2 separate regions of the Arachis hypogaea genome follow, and region 1 is linked to region 2. A link is a contact called in public Hi-C data. All regions are on one chromosome and are shown on one strand. Each heading gives the region's core, a stretch centred on a gene start, on an enhancer-like site or on the middle of the called end of the contact. The rest is flanking DNA. Distances are from core to core; before and after follow the strand shown. Region 1 holds the start of LOC112782935 (inactive receptor-like serine/threonine-protein kinase At2g40270). Region 2 holds the start of LOC112786723 (probable methyltransferase PMT23).

What was found. A called contact is a pair of places that touch in the nucleus more often than the background predicts.
Region 1: a contact with region 2 is called in a Hi-C map of leaf, with 3 times the contacts expected there. The contact joins the promoter of LOC112782935 here to the promoter of LOC112786723 in region 2. A contact is called at or near these places in 2 of 8 Hi-C or Micro-C datasets (both in leaf).

The regions. Positions count from the first base shown.
Region 1 is chr20:30,125,437-30,129,541 of arahy.Tifrunner.gnm2.J5K5, forward strand. LOC112782935 (inactive receptor-like serine/threonine-protein kinase At2g40270) reads left to right here and starts at 2,678. Exons shown (of 10, transcript XM_025825615.3): 1 at 2,678-3,081; 2 at 3,180-3,321; 3 at 3,663-3,734; 4 at 3,838-3,981; 5 at 4,066-4,105. The coding sequence starts at 2,973.
Region 2 is chr20:29,631,826-29,635,678 of arahy.Tifrunner.gnm2.J5K5, forward strand. It overlaps LOC112786723 (probable methyltransferase PMT23), which reads left to right and starts at 1,505. Exons shown (of 8, transcript XM_025830094.3): 1 at 1,505-2,375; 2 at 2,838-2,987; 3 at 3,664-3,853. The coding sequence starts at 1,905. It overlaps LOC112786725 (eukaryotic translation initiation factor 2 subunit alpha homolog), which reads left to right. Exons shown (of 7, transcript XM_025830095.2): 7 at 95-490. The coding sequence ends at 250.

The sequences.
Region 1 (4,105 bases), core at 1,428-3,927, 490 kb after region 2:
TTAGATAATTAGATATGTATCTCGAGTTTTGTGAAGCCATTTTCTATATACACGTATTTTAGATATTATGATCTCATTTCTCTAACGGCCATATCCCAAGTGTATATGGAATATATTCAGGTTTCTTGTGTCATAATCCAGGTTCTTAATTCCTGAGATATATATGTAATGAACTTCGGTCATAGCATTCAAAATATGACATATTACGTATATCAATAAATACTCTTTATTTGACGAATTTCGATAAATAATATTTAATTAATTTAAATAAAAAATTACTTTTTTATCTGTTTATATTTCTATTCCAAGTATCAAATATGTTTAGTTTTTCCGTGTCTTCCGTTCTCATTGTCAATGTTATAAGACACAAATCAAAGACATCTTTAAAACTGTGTTTGGTTTGTGTATAATATAAGACACCCTTAAATATCTAATCTACCACACTTTTTAGCTCTTTCACTAATACTAGTACACTGTACACTACCACCGAAGCATTTACATGACTCACAAGTACTGATAGAGATGGTGATGACGATCATAATAATAAAAAGAGAAGCTAAAAAGAGAATGGAAAAATTAAGACAAGTGACGAAGAGAAATAAAAAATAACATTAAAAAAAATTAAAATTTATTATTACAAAATATTAAAAATAAAATACCTTTTAATTTGTGTCTTAACAAATGAAGGACAGTGGCATCACTAGCATGTGACTGTCTATATGTTTTAGATGCATAAACCCACTTACCAAACAAATCTTTAAAATGCATTAATTTTCATTGCAAAATGGTTATGATATTTTTTAAGCCAAATAAATCGAGTACTGTTCATATTTAGTTATTTACACCAAAAATATCATAAGAACTCAACTTTATTATTCTTATTGGTCATACTAGTCACTAGATGACACCTAACATACCAACAACCTTGTGGAAGAGGACATCAAATATCAATTAGTCGGCAAATTCCAAATTGGCATACAAAATTCCAACCATATATATACGAAAATATCATTTTAATTATTTTATGAACACACCAAAATTTTGATTCAGAGAGATGTTCTACTACAAAAGAGTGTAGTTTCCATGGAAGCTTCAATTCAAGGCCATAAAACTCGGCCATGGATTATTTACCGAGTCTAACAAAATAGACAAATACGCACTCTTTTTTCATATATATTATTCTTATTTTTATTATTATCATTACATTTGGCTTCATAGTCAAGTCACCGGCGCATAATAGTATCCAAACTCGGAATAATAAATAAATAAATAAATAAACAATAGTATCCAAACTCACCGTTCATCCAACAAAATCCAGATGGTGTTACCTACATAGGATTATGGGATGGGGCGACATGGAAGAAATTTCTCTAACAATTTAACAAATTATATATAACTCTTCTCCACCTCCTTTCTATTATGATATGATGAAAATAAATTAATTCCCATTTAGTTAAATAAGTATGCTACTAAAGACCTTTTCTTTTCTTTAAAGAATTTGTTTTCTATCTTTTGAAAAACTAATATTAGTTTAAAGAGTTCATTCTCAACATTTTTAAAAAAATTATACAAATAATCAATTAGTAAATTATTATATTAATAAAAATTATTAACTTTTAAATTTATTATTTAAAAAGTTATTTGAATCCATAAATTTAATTGAACGATTGTATAAATATAAATTATGAAATAAACCAAAATGCATTAATTTCATAAAAAGAAATTGTGTGTTAATAGGTATTCAACACTTCTCAATATCAATTCTCTTTTCCTTTGAAAGTTCTCCTTCCGCTAATTAATATAATTGGGCCAATAAATAATCAACAATATTAAGAAAATTATATAACCTACAATAATATACGTACATATAATATTTCAATATTATTTGGATGTTTTGAATAATTACTAAGATGATTTAATAATATATCAAATATTTTTTATTGATGCGTGTTGCTGTTGCATTTTGCATACGCAACATATTTGTGTCATATGAAGTAACATGGTTTCCATTTTTTTTTTTTTTTTACATTTTTCGTTATTACAGCGATGCATCATGCATGCACCGAATAATTTGATTAATTTCACAGCAAAAGCGTTTCTGTCATTCCAATTTCCATGTATTAATTGACGACACATGGAAATGCCTCCTAAAACTACTCTTTTATTTCTTACCATTTTAGAACCATTCCCCGCTTCAATTTGCGGTGAGTAACGCTTCAAACTATTTATTTATTTACTATACTTTTAGTATATAACGTGAAATTAATAATTTATGGTTGTAGTTTTTATCATTTTTTCTTTTTTATTGTGTAATTTTGGTTTAGAATTATTAAAAGGTAATACGTGAAATAATTTGTTATTATTATTATTATAAATTTTGATTATAAAATTTTGACAATACTTAAATAATATAACTAAAATTAATATTACACTTTTCAAATATTACACACATTTATACTATTATTATTCTAAACACGCTTGATCATACTTAAATATCATTACGTATTAATATGTCTAACCTCATTTTTAATATGTATTTTTGAAATAAATTTTAAAATATTATATATTATTATTTATTAAAAATAATATTTTATATAATTAAAATATCATTATAATTTACCTAAAATATATTTTATATTTTATATATTATCTCAATATTTTATAAGATTTTTTCCTTGTATCATAAATTAAATGTAATTATGCGACTTGTGATCTTACGCGCTTTGAAAATCCATTTGTTTGGGTCCAAACTCAAAAACTTTATTGCTTTTTAGTTTTTGCTTCAGAACATGTTTTCCATTTTTACAGCATAGTTGCATCTTTTCGACACTTTCCGAGACTCGTTCATTCATTTCATTTTAAACTCTCTTCAAAGTTTGTTTCTTTCCACAAAATCTCAATCTGGGTTCTTCTCCTTTATCCATTATTTTCCCCTTTCAACTTGAAGAAGAAGAAGAAGCAGCAGCAGCAGCATGAGCAAGAAGAACCGGAAATTCAGGGATCTTCATGGAGTTCTTAGCCTTCTAGCTTTGTGCTTGTTGTTTCAGAGCTTTGGTATATGCCACTCTTTGAACGAAGAAGGTACCTTTTCTTAGTGTTTTCAAGTTTTTGTGTGGATCAAAGGGATTATTAGAAAAAGGAGCTGAAGAAAAAAAAGTGGGGTTTGTGTGTTTTTGCAGGTAGAGCTCTATTGAAGTTGAAGGAAAGGATTGTGAGTGACCCTTTTGGAGCTTTGTCAGATTGGGTTGATGATCAAGTATCTGTTGACCCTTGCAATTGGTTTGGTGTTGAGTGTTCCTCATATGGAAGAGTTGTGGTCTTGTAAGTTCTCAAATCAGTATTTACAATTTGCTTTGACATTTGATCTTCATATCAAAGTTTGATAGGTTGTGTCTGTTCTTTTGGTTTTCGTTTTTTTTTTTTTTTCCAAGCTTATATATATACTTTGACTATTTGAGACTCTTCAGAATCATGTAAATATATGATAAAATCTCTGTAATTTAGATGTACCTTGACATTGAATTGAGTGATCGATTGGTCGGTGGTGGATGGTTGATGTAATAATTTTGGAATCATGTCCTTTTAAATCAAATGAGTAGTGTTCATATTGTCGAGGAGTGCTTAATCATGAGAACTTTTGCTTTTTCTATTTGGTTGGCCAGGAATTTGAAAGATCTTTGTCTTGGAGGAACTCTGACACCGGAGCTCGCGAACCTTGCTCATATAAAGTCCATGTAAGAAACTAATCATTACTTGGTTGCATTTTGCATTGCGGATTTACAGCTCCTTCTGAATGCTTTTATACTCTCTATTAACATTTTGATAAATGTGTTACAGTGTGTTGAGAAACAATTCTTTTTCCGGAATAGTTCCTGAATGTATTGTGCACTTGAAAGAATTGGAGGTTTTGGATTTGGGCTACAACAACTTCAGTGGACCTCTACCTGCAGATCTTGGGAGTAATATTTCGTTATCGATCCTGTAGGATTATACTCTTGAGACAATTCAATTTTACACTTTTCAAATGCCTTTCGCTGCTATTTACACAGTTTCTTCATTTTGCAGTTTGCTGGACAACAATGATCTTCTTGGTGGGTTCTCTCCT
Region 2 (3,853 bases), core at 255-2,754:
TATTTATCATCTACATTTGTTTACACGTGTACATATTCTGTCCTCTGATTTCTGTCTGTGGAAACTTGTGATTTGACGCTGCATTTTTATGCAGGTGAGCGAACGCGATGATAAATTGCTTGCTGAGCACATGGCAAAACTACGACAAGATAATGAAGAAGTCAGCGGCGATGAGGACAGCGAAGAGGAAGAGGACACAGGAATGGGCGACGTCGATCTGGATAACAACGGCACCGGAATCACAGAGTGACACCAGACTGAAGGTAGTGTGTAAGGCATAGATAGCAAAAGATGGCTTTACTAATTTTTGTCTTTGATTTGATTCTTTTCAAACTGTTTTCATATGCGGTTGTATCATACAAACATGAAATACTATATGTTGAGAGGTTTTGTAATTTGCTATATTACTATGGAGTCTCCGCAAAAGGGTGTTCAACCCAAACTACGGTGTTTTACAGTTACATTAGAAAGTCCATCATCTCTCTATTAAGACGTTTCTATGCTAATTTCAGTTAATGTTGGCCACCGGTGCTCTCGTTGCAAAGCCCACGTTTAGATGCACTCGCTTATGATCCACTTGTTTCAAGTTATTTTTAAAATAATGGTTTGCTTTTTGAAGCCCTTTTTGCAAAATTCTTATATACACATTTTGTTGGAAAATGAATCTTTTCAATTTTTTTTCTCAATTGATTTGTCAAATATGTTCTTTCATCATTTAATATTTTTTCATCCAATTTTTCTTGTTTCACTTAGGGTGTAATGAGAAATTATACTTGGTAAAATAATTGAAAAAAAAATTGATAAGATCTATTCTCTATTTTGTTGTACAATATTCTAGCGTGCGAAGTGCATTGATCCCCTCTATGCAAAATTTTAGGCGGGTCTTTACTCTTTATGGAGAGCTTATGCGAACTGTATAAGTTTGGTTGTAATAAAAAATGAATACGGGTGGATGAAATTAACAAAATAAAAAATGACTAAGACTTGATGATTTTTCTTTTAGGTGAATATGAGAGTTGATGATTTGAGTTGTTATTTGTAGAAAGAAAAAAAAAATAAAAAACAAAGAAAAGAAACATTGGCTCATTAAAAAAATTGTTTTTTAATCTGTCCTTTGCTAAATTGTTGTTAACAAGAACAATTTAGAAGTTGTTAATTCCACCCCTTCATTTCAATTTACGTAGAAAAGGAAAATTAGCCAAGGCAATGTTTTATAAGCTTCAACACAAACAGAATAAGCTATCATATAAAAATAAAATTTTGATCTAAATCATATCTAACAATGAGTTAAATTTGATTATATGCCGACATAGGATGAGAATGTAAATTTCCGAAACCCATGGTCCATGGATGTGACATTTTAGTATTTTACTATCATGTCCATGGTTGATTGTGACAGAAAACACTAAAACCTGTCATTGTCGGTCAGATGCATGACCTAAAAAATAACTTTCAAGTTTGAAGCATTATAATATGCCGTCATATTGGCAGAAAATGTACAATAGAATCTGTCAAATGCATATTCTAATCTGTCACTACTCTGCAAAATCACGGTCTTCTTCTTTCTGTTCTATTCTGCCCCTCTCAAGGTACAACACCAACACAATGTTACTATTATATTACACTACCTTCCTCGTCATGCAATATCACTCTTCTTTGATCCGTACCCTCAGATTCAACGCTTTATTAGCTCCACCTAAGGATTAAATTTAAAATCAAAGCACAAAGATGCTGGTATGTCATTTTCACCGACTCTCTTTCCACAAGTCTTCATTAGATTCAAGGATTTGAGTTCACACCAAAAAAAAAAAAAAAAAAAAAAAGAGAAAAAGCTAAGTTCTCACAAAAGCCAAATCTTCTTCTCTTCCTAACATCACAAGAATTAGTTGTTTGGATCATCGAAAATGGCGATTCAAGTTGAGGGAGGAATCTTGAAAGAGAGGAAATACCCTTTGGTTTTCGTGATATTGTTGTTGCTCATTTGTGCCGTGGTTCTTCTCTTAACCAACACTGCTTCCACCTTGAATCCAACGAGTTTCTACCCTGATGCCGAAAACCCTGAGCCACTCTCAGAATCAATCACAGAAGAACAAGAGAAGCCGCCCGAAGAACAAAGAATATTGCCTCTGAAAAAGGAGGAGGATGATTTCCGTGACGATTTTGTGGATTCGATTATTCATTGGGAAGTTTGTAAGGGTGGGATTGGGGTGGATTACATGCCATGTTTGGATAACATGAAGGCCATTAAGGCTCTAAGGTCAAGGAGGCACATGGAGCATAGGGAAAGGCACTGTCCTAAATCTAAATTGCACTGTTTGCTGCCACTTCCCAAAGGGTATCGGGTCCCCGTTCCGTGGCCTAAGAGCAGGGACATGGTGAGATTGATACTTTTTGGTAAGAAAAGAAATTATGATTCTTAGTGGTTGATTTGACTCTGATTTTGCTGTCTGCATAGAAAATTTTAAAGACTGTTTCATTCTCTTGATATGATCGGTTTTGTTTTTCTTCAAAACCAAAGATGATTTTGTACAACAATTGAAAATTGTTTGTAACTTAATTTGACAAGTTGATTATTTCTAAGATGGTGAGGTTGATACTTTGAGCAAGAAAATTTGTGGTTCTTAGTGATTGCTTGTATGTGATTCTGGTATCTGTATAGAAACCATTTGATTTTTGCAATGATAAAGACTCTTTCTTGATTGTGGTCTAAGATTGTGCTTTGCATTTTACAGAGTTTAAGAAATTTGACACCATAGTGCTACTTGCCCACTTCCATTTCGGTTTACATTTTCATAAATCCATTGATGAAATTTACTTCTGGTTCTGTTTTTTTTCAGATTTGGTATTATAATGTCCCTCATACAAAGCTTATTGAATACAAGAAGGAGCAGAATTGGGTGGTGAAGTCTGACAATTATCTCGTCTTTCCCGGAGGTGGTACTCAATTCAAAGATGGAGTTGATCATTATGTTGAGTACATAGAGAAGGTATACCATAGTACTAAATTATCATTTTTTTTTTCTTTTTTTTTTCCCTCCTCCCTGTTGGACTTTTCTTCTAGAAATAGAGGAATAAACAAAGATTTGAGAGGAGAAGGATATAGGGACCAAGATGGAAGATTTTCTTTTGATTTACTTGCACACAATTCCTTTTGAGAATGAGCCTGTTAGCATAGTAATGGTGTAGTCTAATCCAAGAATCAGAAAATTGAAACTAGGCCACCATAAGATGCGAAATAAAAGGGCAGCTCGGTGCACAAGCATCCCATATTAATACGGGGTCTAAGGAAGGGCTGCACCCAAAAGGTGTAATGTAGGTAGCCTAACTTGATAATGACATCAGTCTCTAAATCTACTGCTTGAACATGTGACCTTGAGGTCAAACGGAGACAACTCAACTGTTTTATTCAATTTATCCGCTAATAAGTGTCGAATTGGCAAGATTGGTACCTAAAAAAATCAATACATTCGGAAATAATTTATATACGAATTTGTCAATTTGACACTTACCAGTCGATGGAGGTTGTATGTGGCTAATAATAATCTGATATTTTCTACAGGGCAAGAAGCTATGAGCTTAAATAATTAGTACCATACACATGTTCTTGTGATATTAGTATATTTTGATAGTATTGATTTCGTTGATGTCTCTTTTTTTTGGCAGACACTACCAGCAATTCAGTGGGGCAAGAATATCAGGGTGGTTCTTGATGTTGGTTGCGGCGTTGCTAGCTTTGGTGGCTATCTTCTGGACAAAAATGTTCTTACCATGTCATTCGCACCAAAGGATGAACATGAAGCACAAATACAGTTTGCTTTGGAGCGAGGTATTCCAGCAACCCTGTCTGTCATTG